Linked DNA regions of Mus musculus: regions 2, 3 and 4 are each linked to region 1. Evidence: chromatin contacts called from public HiChIP or PLAC-seq and promoter capture Hi-C data. All regions are on one chromosome and are shown on one strand. The core of a region is the stretch at or near the end of the contact, and the rest is flanking DNA. Distances in the headings are between cores, read along the strand shown. Region 1 holds the start of Fam104a (family with sequence similarity 104, member A). Region 2 holds the start of Rab37 (RAB37, member RAS oncogene family). Region 3 holds the start of Gprc5c (G protein-coupled receptor, family C, group 5, member C). Region 4 holds the start of Dnaic2 (dynein, axonemal, intermediate chain 2).

Evidence for each region. Promoter capture Hi-C pulls out the DNA fragments that hold promoters and counts their contacts. HiChIP or PLAC-seq counts read pairs in DNA pulled down with a chosen protein or histone mark.
Region 2: a promoter capture Hi-C map of liver shows a contact between it and region 1, with 5 times the contacts expected there. The contact joins the promoter of Rab37 here to the promoter of Fam104a in region 1. A contact is called at or near these places in 4 of 39 promoter capture datasets (embryonic stem cells, liver and pre-B cells) and 1 of 115 datasets of contacts at active chromatin or transcription factors (pancreatic cancer cells).
Region 3: a contact with region 1 is called in an HNF4G HiChIP or PLAC-seq map of pancreatic cancer cells. The contact joins the promoter of Gprc5c here to the promoter of Fam104a in region 1. A contact is called at or near these places in 1 of 39 promoter capture datasets (liver) and 2 of 115 datasets of contacts at active chromatin or transcription factors (large pre-B cells and pancreatic cancer cells).
Region 4: a promoter capture Hi-C map of trophoblast stem cells shows a contact between it and region 1, with 5 times the contacts expected there. The contact joins the promoter of Dnaic2 here to the promoter of Fam104a in region 1. A contact is called at or near these places in 10 of 39 promoter capture datasets (the 3T3-L1 cell line, the C10 cell line, the HPC-7 cell line and 6 more) and 2 of 115 datasets of contacts at active chromatin or transcription factors (fibro-adipogenic progenitors and pancreatic cancer cells).

What each region holds. Positions count from the first base shown.
Region 1 is chr11:113,682,734-113,685,468 of GRCm38.p6, forward strand. Fam104a (family with sequence similarity 104, member A) reads right to left here and starts at 1,418. Exons shown (of 3, transcript NM_138598.5): 1 at 1,129-1,418. The coding sequence starts at 1,352. It overlaps D11Wsu47e (DNA segment, Chr 11, Wayne State University 47, expressed), which reads left to right and starts at 1,701. Exons shown (of 5, transcript NM_001361593.1): 1 at 1,701-1,978.
Region 2 is chr11:115,152,788-115,155,522 of GRCm38.p6, forward strand. Rab37 (RAB37, member RAS oncogene family) reads left to right here and starts at 1,391. Exons shown (of 9, transcript NM_021411.4): 1 at 1,391-1,504. The coding sequence starts at 1,412.
Region 3 is chr11:114,850,171-114,852,905 of GRCm38.p6, forward strand. Gprc5c (G protein-coupled receptor, family C, group 5, member C) reads left to right here and starts at 1,362. Exons shown (of 5, transcript NM_001110337.1): 1 at 1,362-1,716.
Region 4 is chr11:114,726,093-114,728,827 of GRCm38.p6, forward strand. Dnaic2 (dynein, axonemal, intermediate chain 2) reads left to right here and starts at 1,327. Exons shown (of 13, transcript NM_001034878.3): 1 at 1,327-1,683.

The DNA.
Region 1 (2,735 bases), core at 168-2,667:
ACAGAGGACTGGGGTTTTGTTCCCAGCCCTCCTCTGAGTCTACGTTGACACTAGACACGCACGTCGTGATGTACATACATATACACAGGCAAACCACTCATACACATAAAATAAAATAAGTAAAATCATTTATGAGAGAAAATAAAAAAGCAAGCCTACGATCCACCTTCTTTAAGCCTGAGACGACTACGGAATAAAGAGCCGCGAGCCTGAATAGACTTAGATAAATAAATGAGTCTCTCTAAATCCGTTCTCTGTTCTCCACCAGAGAAATGAAAAAGTACAACTTAGCGTAGATGTAGATAGATCGTCAAGCATCTTATTAGGAGACTTTCCAGTAAGAAATAAAGCCAGCCTTCTTCATTCTGAGGTAAGGCGTCCCAACTTACTTCTTCCCAGACGGAAAATAAGGAGAAAAGAAACTTCATCTGGATCGGGCCTAAAGCCCCGAGGGGCCGCCCGCCTAGTGAGGGTTGAGAGTAACTCGTGGTGTTAGCCACCTCCCTGCTCCCAGCCAACTGGCCCCTCATCCAAACTGTTTAGAATCCTGCCTGCTAATGCTACAACCGAGAGTGGGTCACCACCCACCCGGGTCCATCAGATGAGGGAGGGCACAGCGCTGCGGTCTGCCCTAAGCCCTCCCAGCTGCAGGGGTTAAGCCCAACCCCCGCCTTTCTCCTGACCTTGGGGCGCCAGCAGCTCCCCGCCCCCGAAGCATCCCGTCCCCTCTCCGAGGCGCCTCGCTCGAAGGGAGCCATCTCTTCCAGATCGGCCATCCCTCCCATCCCCCTACCACCACCGCCCGCCTCAATTTAGGAAGGACCACACCGTCCGTCTCGTCGGGCCGAACAAACCTCATTCCGAAGCGGAAAGGGCAGAAGACGAAGAAAACAAGGAAAAGACGGAGAAGGGGCAGCCCTGGATTCCAGAGCGTCGCCTCCCTGGCTGCCCACGGGGTCCAAGTGTCAGAGGCGGCGCCACCTTCTCCCCTCCGCCTCCTCCGACCGCAGAGCAGCGCAGCCCAGAGCCTCGCACCACCACCCCGCCGGCTCCGTCCGCCCCTCGGCTCCAGAGCGCACATCCTCGGCCGAGGGGCCGCGGAGAAAGCGGGTTCCCCCCTTCCCTCACCTGGGGCGGAGGCGCTCGCTCATGGCAGCTGGTGAAGGCGAGCGACGCGGCGCCGCCCCGCGCCGACAGCGAACAGTCGGAGCTGTGTCCCGGCGCCCGCCACGCCCACCCGCACGGGTCTGAGCTCTGACCGCCGCCGCGCGGGTGGTTGCTGCGGGCGCTGAGTCCCCCTCGGGCCGACCCGGACCACAGCCACTTCCGGTGTCGCCTCCGCGCCTCCCCATGTCGCAGGCGCCGTGGTACTGTCCTCCTGCGGCTGCGCGGAGGCGGGACGCCGGCCGCGCTTTCCCATCACCGCGCACGCAGGAAGAGGCGGGTCCCAGAGGGAAGACTGACCGGGAACTTCCAGGACCCCCGTTTAGGTGTCCGGGGCAGCCGCCTGTTCAAAAACAAAACAGGACACGACGTAAAAGTCAAGCCAGATTTTAGATAAATTACATTATTTGACGATCATTGATACTTGTCTCTGCGTTAAGCCTCTCTAAGGTGAAAATTTTAAAAAGAACCAGACGAGCTCCATCAGGCACAGACGCGGACGGCCACAGGCTCAGGGGTCCTCTGGTTGGGAAGGTGTTGGTGGGCTCCGGGTTCTAAGAGTGTGCGGCGTGGAACTTCGCGTCTCCGAACGGTGCGGAGCCCGTTCCATGGAGTAGCTAAGGGCTGGGCTATTTTTCCGCGACCTTTGTTGCAGGTCAAGAGAGGAGTGCGGAACAGGCGAACGGGATAACGGAGTTCCGTACCGGGAAGGGCCACGCCCACCTGCTGGAAGAGGCCGGACCGAGAGGTGTGGGGGAGACCGGCAGGCGTGGGAACGCGGCGGTGTGGACGGAGCTGCCTCGCGGCTGGCGAGGTGAGCTTGATCAGTGGCGAATCGCGAGGTCCCTGCCCGCCGTGAGTTGCGCACACCTGTCATCCCCATTCTTGGGAGGAGAAGCTGCAAGACCAGGAGGTCAGAATCATCCTCGACTGTGTAACAAGTTCGAAGCCAGCCTGGGCTACTTGAGACCTTGTCTCCCATGTGATCTCACCACCACCACCAGAATACGTGTACTCTAAGACTTGGGGAAGTCTTAACTTTGGTTGTCAGACGCATTCCCTTTTCTCTGTCAGGAGCATAATCCAGTTCTTTGTCTAGGACTCAGTACTATCAGCTCCCCACCTTACACAAACTGATATTCAGAGTTTCTGCCAAACGTGAACAGTGATCCATAAGCATGGGGGTCTTTAGGAGAGTCGACAAGAGGTCAGGCAGGAAAACGAAACCCCTGTTAAAGTGTAGGGTGTAGAGTCTGGCGTAGTAATGCACGCCTTTTAATCCCACTACTCAGGAGGCAGAGCAAGCTGATCTATGTGAGTTCAAGGCCATCCTGGTCTACCTAGTGAGAGTTCCAGGGAAGACAAGGCTACCAGGTAAGACCCCATCATCTCAAAAAAGTCTACCGTTAAAACTGGAAAGTCCAACCGGGCGGCGGTGGCGCGCGCCTTTAATCCCAACACTTGGGAGGCAGAGGCAGGCGGATTTCTGAGGTCAAGGCCAGCCTGGTCTACGGAGTGAGTTCCAGGACAGCCAGGGCTACACAGAGAAACCCTGTCTCCAAAACAAAACA
Region 2 (2,735 bases), core at 141-2,640, 1.5 Mb after region 1:
CTCTGGAGTGGGTCTTCCCACCTCGGTCAACCTAATTAAGATATTCCCTCACAGCATGACTCTAGGGCCTGCCAAGTTAATGATCAGTATTAACCATCACGGAACCCCTATTCCAGTATGGCCCAGTTCTAACCTACATCTCTAATGTTCCTGTTGCCAAGGAAGGCCACACACATTTTGGGTACCAGTGCCTAGGACTTCAGCATATCTCTTGGGGGACACGATGTACCCCCACAACATTAGTTTTCAGTGGACGGTGAGCAAGGGGCAAGCCACTACCCCTCTCCAATTCCCACCTCGACAAAGTCACCTCCATCCAGGCTCCGGGATCTCCTCTCAGCTGTCATGAAATAGTTCCTGCTGATGTACACAGCCATTTCCCAAGTCATAGTCACCCCAAAGCCAGCCCTCACTGCCCTCACCTAAAAAGTTGAGGGGCCCAACCCCCTTCCTACACCCCGCATCCAGTCCCCGCATCCTGTTCCTTTCTATACAGCGTTGAGATGTTGAAAAGTTGGCCCACAAGCTACTGAACCCTGGTATGTGCAACCCCAGATTCTCCATATCCCCCGTCATCCGGAGCTGCAGGGTTCCTGGGCTGTACTAGAAACAGCTCAAAACGACCCACGACTTCATGAATTCCTGTGGCACCCACTCGGTGGCTAGGCCTAGGCCTTCCCTGAATAATGTTGGCCCTATCTTGTCCCCTTGGAAAGATGGGCTTCAAGAGCTCACCTTCCCGTGGTGGGAGGACATCAGGGGCTTAGACTAACAAATGAGGGAGAAACATGGCAAAGAGCTCCAAGTGTTAGCACCACCCAGGAGCTCCCCAGATGGTCAGTGCGCTCCAAGGTGAGTGTCGGTGAAAAAGTAGGCTCAGATGAGCTGAGGTCTATCAGAACCGCTTGGGTGCTAGTCTCAGAATGCAACTTCCTGTCCAACATTGTTCAGGGACGTCCCCAGCTTCTTGCCTGCAGGTAAGTACCGGACTGTCAACTGGCTGGAGCTCGGGCGCGCCCTGCTGGCCACTGCATTGCCGCAGTAGGAAACCAAGCCCCACACCTTCCGCAGCTAGCTGGGTCTCCCGGGTCCGCAGCCTCGATGGCAATCTAACTTCACCACTGCGACCTTAATGGGCTGGTCCTGTAGCAGGACTCATTCCGTGCTGTAAGAGCACTAAACTAGGCTAATGTCTCTCAGGGGGACTGCCACTCCCTAGGGTGTGCATTCTGCGAGTCTCAGACGTCCTGGCTGGCGTCGTCGAGGGGATGGCGGGACGGAGGGAGGAGTCTATCAGGGTCCGAGCCGGTTGGTGGATGGGGAGGGAGGAGTGGGCGGAGCCTAGGGCAGGGCGGTTCCTCGCTCTCCCTCGCTTGCTTCGAGCCGGGCTCACCTCTGACTGTCCGGGGACATGACTGGCACACCAGGAGCTGCTACCGCTGGGGATGGCGAGGCCCCTGAGCGCTCCCCGCCCTTCAGCCCGAACTACGATCTCACCGGCAAGGTGGGTGGGCTCTGCGCTCAGTGCTGGGGACCCCCCAGGCCGGCACTTAGGGACATCCCTCCCGATGTCCTTTGCCTTAGGACCCTGTCCTTCCCTGTCTACACCCCTCTTCTGGAAGTGTCAGCTGGGTCTCTGGTCTGGGGCATAACCCCTGGGCTCATCCCAGTCTCTAGGGTTCTAGGCTGACCTCGGAGGGCATGGGGTAAGGCAGATCTGAAAGACTAAGACTCCCCCACCCTAGGAACAAAAACCCAGTTCCTTCTGCCACACTTTGGAATACTGGGAGACAGGGACTCTCTGAAGACACAGACAGGGCATCCCCGCCTTCAGAGGCATCTCAAGGTTAATGCCCTTTTTGAGCTAAGCCTCAAAAAGTGACACCTGTCACAGGCGTGCAGTGCTTTGGGTCCCCACTCAGCGGTACATCCCACCCTTCCCCTCCCCACTGCCTCCAGACATAGACTCACAGCTCCTTCCCAACACCCCAGGCTGCATGTAGCCAGCCTACAAGTCCACTTGGGAATTTTCAGAAGCTGAGAAAGAACATGGCAATTAGTGACCATGGCCCACTCTCCCCCTCCCCCCGCCCGGCCCCCCGACGACCTTAAAGGCAACTCTCTGGGGTGCATACATTCTGCAGGAATGCCCTGAATAAAAGGATGTCTGTCACCACCTCTCTTATTGGTGTCCTTGGCTTAAGCAAGTACATGGAACTCTAAAAAGAGATGCTGAGCCAGCCAGCCTCTTGCACTATTTTTCTACAGGGTTTAGGAGAGAGAAGTAAGAGCTATGCCAGGTAGAAGTGATGCCTGGTCTTGAAGGGTACCTGCCTCTTTCAGGGTCTTGGTTCCTCTCAAACACCAGATCTCACTCTCACTAGGAGCTTCACATCTCCACCCCCTAGGGTTTCAGGGGAAGCCAGTCAGCCAGCCTACCCACCCAGAGACGTTGAGATAGGCGTCCTGTGTGGGCTTGTGGCAGGAAATGGGGCTCTAAGTCCTCAGGGGAGGGGAGTTGCTGATGGCCAGCCCCCACCCCCAGGCTGATGGGGATCTCCTGACCTCCTAGCCCTGCAGGACAACTGAGCTGTTTACCTAGGAGGTGGCAAGGCTGAGCAGCTGTTTGTGTTTGGTGGACTTGATGGGCTGGGTGACCGGCTGCATCATTTGCTCAAGGCAGCTGTGATCTGTAAAGTACACAAATACCGGTATTCGCCTGCCTCCCTCCCTCC
Region 3 (2,735 bases), core at 112-2,611, 1.2 Mb after region 1:
TGGGCACTAACTGCCTGCTCCATTCAAGCCTTGACACCTGAGCCTTAGATCTCTAACCTTGGGTTGGGAGGTGGATTTAGGAATGGGAGCGGGTACCCCCACAGCAGCCACCCACTGAAATAGTTCGAGCTTTGCCACATTCCCCAGACCTGACAGAAACTACAGGGCACAGGAAAGGATTCAGGGTTCTAGAAAGTCTGGGCCCCACAGGCTTCTCCCCCCCACACCCCCCTTAAATAAACATTCCTCCTAGAGTCAGAAAAGAACAGAGCGGTGAGGAGGAACCGGCCGAAGGTTTTATCGCTCCGGCAACTCCGGGTGATTCATTGAGTTTAGACTCCAGGTTGTCATAGATGGAGGTACTCAAACACACAGCCAGTCGGGGAGGTACGGGTCACTAGCTCCCTGACCTCCTCCACCTGGCTATCCCCTCGCCTGTGACCAGCTGCCTCCCCCCTCCCGCCCCCCCGCCCCCCCCCCCTCCTCGCGGGAGCCCAGGATTGAGCAAACACGCCCTGCAGCCTGCCCAGCCACCGGCTGGCTCCGACCGCGCTCCTGGCGATCCCCCAGGCAACTCGGCGTCGCGAGAACCCGCACCCTGAGACCCGACTCCCTGCCCTCCCCCAGAGTCCCCAAGGCCCCTGTCAGGCCCAACAACCTCTCCCTTGCTCTTGCGACTTGTCCCCTACGGGGATACAGCGCAATGCAACCAGACCCACTCAGTGCTCCAAAGACAGCACAACTCACTCCCGCGGGATCCCAGGTCCCCAGAGAAAGTGGCCGGAAAGAAAAAAATCTCTTGTTTACTGGGCCAGATAGGCCTCAGCTGGGATTCGCTTCCCTATTTCTGCGGTTTCTTTTCAGCAGATTCCCGGGGCTGGAGGAGAAAGGGTGGATCCGCCCGGGCAGGGAGTGGGGGTGTGGTTCAGGGGAATCTGAATTCGTGGAAAGGTCTTCAGACTTCGGGAGAGGCTGGACTTAGAGTCAGCAACAACGTGGCCAGGAGCGCACAGACCACAGGGATCCTGTTAAACACTACCTCGGGAACAAAACTGAGAGGCTAATTAGGACAGGTCACCACAGGGAACCGGGACGCGGGGAGGGGAGCCCGCGTTGTAAGAAACTCGGGCGTGGGGTAGTCAGGCCGACAAAGACTCCGGCCAACAGCCCGCAGGGGTTCTGGACTCAGTCCACAGATTTAGGGACGTGCGCCGTGACATTCCCTCGTGATCTTGGAGACTGGGCTCTTCGGGAAGGATCACGCACGAAAGAGGAGGACGCTCCGTGTGCGCTGTGTCCACGTGTGCAAGCTCGCTAGGGGAGGGGGCGCGGAGCCGTGACAAAGACGGACTTTGTGTCCTAGTGTGTTCCTCGCTCCAGCCCGGAGCAGCGAACTGTGCCAGGCATGTGTCTCATGGGAAAGCCAGGACGAAAGTGACAAAGGTTGGGTGTCTGTCACGGGTAGACGCGCCAAGGTGGCCACCGTGAGTCTGTGGGTGCGTGCGATCGCTGGGAGATGCAGCCTAGGGGTGTACTGAGCTGCACCCCGAACCTCTTTCGGGAGAGAAAGGCGAATCCAGAAAGTGAGTACGCGCAAGTGCGCGCGCGCCCGCGTGCGGGGGCGTGGCAGTAAACAGCAACAACCCACTAGTCAGTTTGGCCAGAAACTCCGATCGCCTTTCCCAACCCGAAAGTGCGCGTCGGCCGAGCCTGGAGGTGAGTCGGAGGGGGCAGGGCCGGGCGCGCTTTGTTACTGGGGATTAGGATTGCTCGTACCTGGAGCGCTGCTGGCCCCGGAGGAGCGCCGGGAATGGAGGTGATGTCACGGTGATGCAGCCCGGCCCACCCTGGCCGAGAGAGGGGAGCACTGTGCCTGGGGAGGCGGGCGGGAGAGCGAGCCACTGAGCGCGCTTAGCTCAGTGCTCAGTCGGGGGTCCCTGGGAGGCAGGCCCCCGCACCTTTGCTCAGGCCTGGTCACCCCCCGCCTGAACGGGCTCTGGCCCCGCGCCCTGCTTTGAGTCCCTCCTACGCCCGCCGGCGCCCTGCCTGGGGCCGAAGTTGGCTCTGAGCGCGGCGCCGGAGCGGGCTGGCTGCGCGTCCCAGGTAAGGGCTGCTGCCTCGGCGCTCCGCCCTAGCCATCGGCCCGCAGGAAGGGCTGGGTCCAGCTGGCTGGGAAAGGGAGAGGGCCGAGGCCCCCGGTGAAAACCCAAGGGGTGGGTGACGATGCACCCACTCTACAAGTTCGCAGAAAGTTTCCAAACCCGAGCCAGCTGGGGATTTAATGGCTCGGGGAAGCCAGGTTCTGCGGCCGGGGGTGTTCCGCAAGGGATCTTAGTGTCGGAGAGCTGTTCCTCTATCCACTCTCGTAGTGGGAGGCTACGGTCGACTGTGACTGTAGGTTGGCTTCCTTTCCTTATTTCGCGGCAGTGCGTGGGGAGGGCAGGTTTCTGTGACCAGAGGGATTAGGGACAGAGAGCCTGGTCCTTTGCTCTTTCGGTTCGAACTTTCAGGGGCGTAGAGTGTTGACACAGTCCAGTTGGAATAGGGAGGTGAAGGCTCAGGATCTCTCCGCGGGAAGTTTGGAATTTCAGAGGCCTACGGCGCTTCTCCGTGTAGAGGCCTATGTTCTGGGTCCCACCCCTTATTCACCCCTGGTTTTTCCAGAGCGCTTTCCGTTTCTACTTCGCGCCCACACGTTTGCACTTACAAAGTTCTAAATCATTCCTTAAGATTTC
Region 4 (2,735 bases), core at 77-2,576, 1.0 Mb after region 1:
GCTTGTCCATCTGGGAACTAAGCATACAAATATATGAGCTATGAGGGTGATCTCATTCAAACCTCACAGGGGATGGCAGAGAGAGTGCCTTGCTAAAATCCCATGATAAATAAAGAACCAACCTCGGGTCCCAAATGCTCTTAAGGAACACCTCTGGGAAAGTATATACGGTTCTGTAGTTTTCTTTCTCTTTAAAAAATTATATTGTGGGCTGGAGAGATGGCTCAGAGGTTAAATACACTGACTGTGCTTCCAGAGGTCCTGAGGTCAATTCCCAGCAACCACATGGTGGCTCACAACCATCTGTAATGGAATCTTGGTACCCTCTTCTGGCATGCTGACAGAACACGGTACTAAATAAATAAATAAATCTTTTTTTAAAAATCATATTGTGTATGTGTGTGTTTGTGTGTGTCTTACATAGCACAAGTATGGAGGTCAGAGGACAACTTAGAGAATTCAGTTCTCTCCTTCACCATGTGTGTCTGGGGCTCAACCCTAGGTCATAGAAGTGGTAGCAAGCCCCTTTCTCTACTGAGCCATCTCACCAGTCCTAGATATAGGACTCTACCTCCCTTCTTTAATTCTTTTTAAATTATTGATGATGATGATGATTGTGGGTGTGCTACATGACACAGATCAGAGGACAACTTTGTGGAATCCATTTTTTCCCCCATTTTTATGTGGGTTCTAGGATGTGAACTCTGCTTGTCAGGCTTACCCAACAAAGTGCCTTGTACTCAGCCTGTCCATCAATCCCTCCCACATTTTCTCACTTCCTTGCCTCAAGCTCATGAGAAACACATCTCTCTTTGTGTCATTCATGTGTCCATCAGCTAGCTCATTCATTCATGCAATGAAACCATATTTACAACGTGCCAGCCGCATAGCTAAGCCATGCTTGCATGCATTGAGCCTGACCCTCAAGGAATTTCCATTCCAGAGATGAATTCAGAAGGGTGGTGGTGCAAGGGATACGTTAACAGAAGAGACCCGGACATTGTAGCAGTGACAAATCAGACATGATCCGAACTGACCCAGGTGCGGGGCTTCCCACGCTCTGGTCACTTTGATTGCGTTTTCGGGGGATACGGGAGTGGGGGAGGGACTTTGCTGGGTATAGACTGTAGACTTGGGTAGGCATTTTGGCAAAGCTTTGGTTAACTTTCCTCCACCTCTTCCGCAGACCTCCTCCAGAGAAGGAAGGAGAGAAGGGGGTGCTTCCGACTAGCGGGACCAGAGTCACGTGCTCCAGATCGCCTTCCGAACTGCCGGCGTCTCGGCCCGGCCAGGGTTGCTAGGCAACTGGTAAACTCCGCAGCTCCCAGCCGTTTAAGCTGCGCTGGAGCTGGGACTGGTCTTGGGCGCTTCTCCTGGGCTGTGTGGCAGGAGGTGAGCCAGGATAAGGGGCGGGCGTCCTAGAGGACGTCCAAGCCCGAAAGAAGACCTGGCAAAAAGAGGGAAAAGCTCTCGAGGGTAATAATCACCAACAGTGCAAGAAATCTCGGAGAACTGTCAGGTGCTGGAATCAGCTCATTCTGCTGCATTAATCCTCGCTGCCCTGAATATTCTTCAAGCTCCAGGACCTCCTCAGCCTCCAAGCACCTTGCCTTCTGCACTTCTCCACCAGGCCCTGACCCGGGCTGTGACCCGGAGTGGGCGGGACCTCTTTCTGGCTTTCAGGTGAATGGAACAAAATTTCAAGCCCAGGAAGGATGGGTTGTTAAGAAGAGAGCTTTCAGTTAAACGTAGGGAGGGGGATAGGGATAGGCCGGTAAACCCTGCACTCCTGTAAACTGATGCAGGAGGATTACCAAGAGTCAGAGAGCAACCTAGACTACTCAGTGCGCTCTAGGCCAGTGGACTCAGAGTGAGAGCCTGTCTCAAAGACTAAGAGAGGGGGCTGGAGGACTGTCTCAGCTGCTAAGAGTGAGTGCGCTCTTGCAAAGAACCGGGAGTTTGATTTCCAGCACCCACATCAGGTGACTCACAACCCCTGAAACTCCAACTCCAGGGGATTTGGCACTTCTGGCTTCCACCCCACCTGCACTTGTGTGCACTTACACACACACACACACACACACACACACACACACACACACACACACACACACGATTAAAAATAAAGTGAAATTAAGAAAAATAAAATGGAGGGCGTAAAATGGGAGATCACAAGAGTCTTGTGGACTGAGCACAGGTACTGTATGTAAATGCACCTTTTCTTTTGCCCCTCCATCTGGGAGTTGGCCTTTCATCTACATTTAGGGTCAGGAGACCATTTTCCTAACCTTGTCCAGAAGGTTCACAAAGACATTGGAAAGACACAGGAGCCCTTCCATCTGTATTCCTCACTCAAGCACGGCTCTACAATTCCAGGCACACAAGGGACAAAGGGTGACCCTCCTCCTGGCCCCCTTCCCATACTGACACCTCTGTTGCCTGCTATTTCCTGGCCCTTCCTCCCAGCTGTGTACCATGCTTTCCGCTCAACCACAAGGGGTTCTCTCTAGGAACGACTTTGCTCATTATCCTCGCCTGAGGCAAGTCTTGTTGTTTCTGTTGGGCTAGGGTGCAGGAAATGATCACATGTTTTGGTGTTTGGACCAGGGTATAGCGGTTCTTTGTGACCCTGGATTTGAGACTCAGTGGGGCTGGGTGTAGCTCAATGGTAGAGCACTGGCTGATATGTGTAAGGTTCTAAGAGTCCATATTTAGCTCTGTGTGTGTGTGTGTGT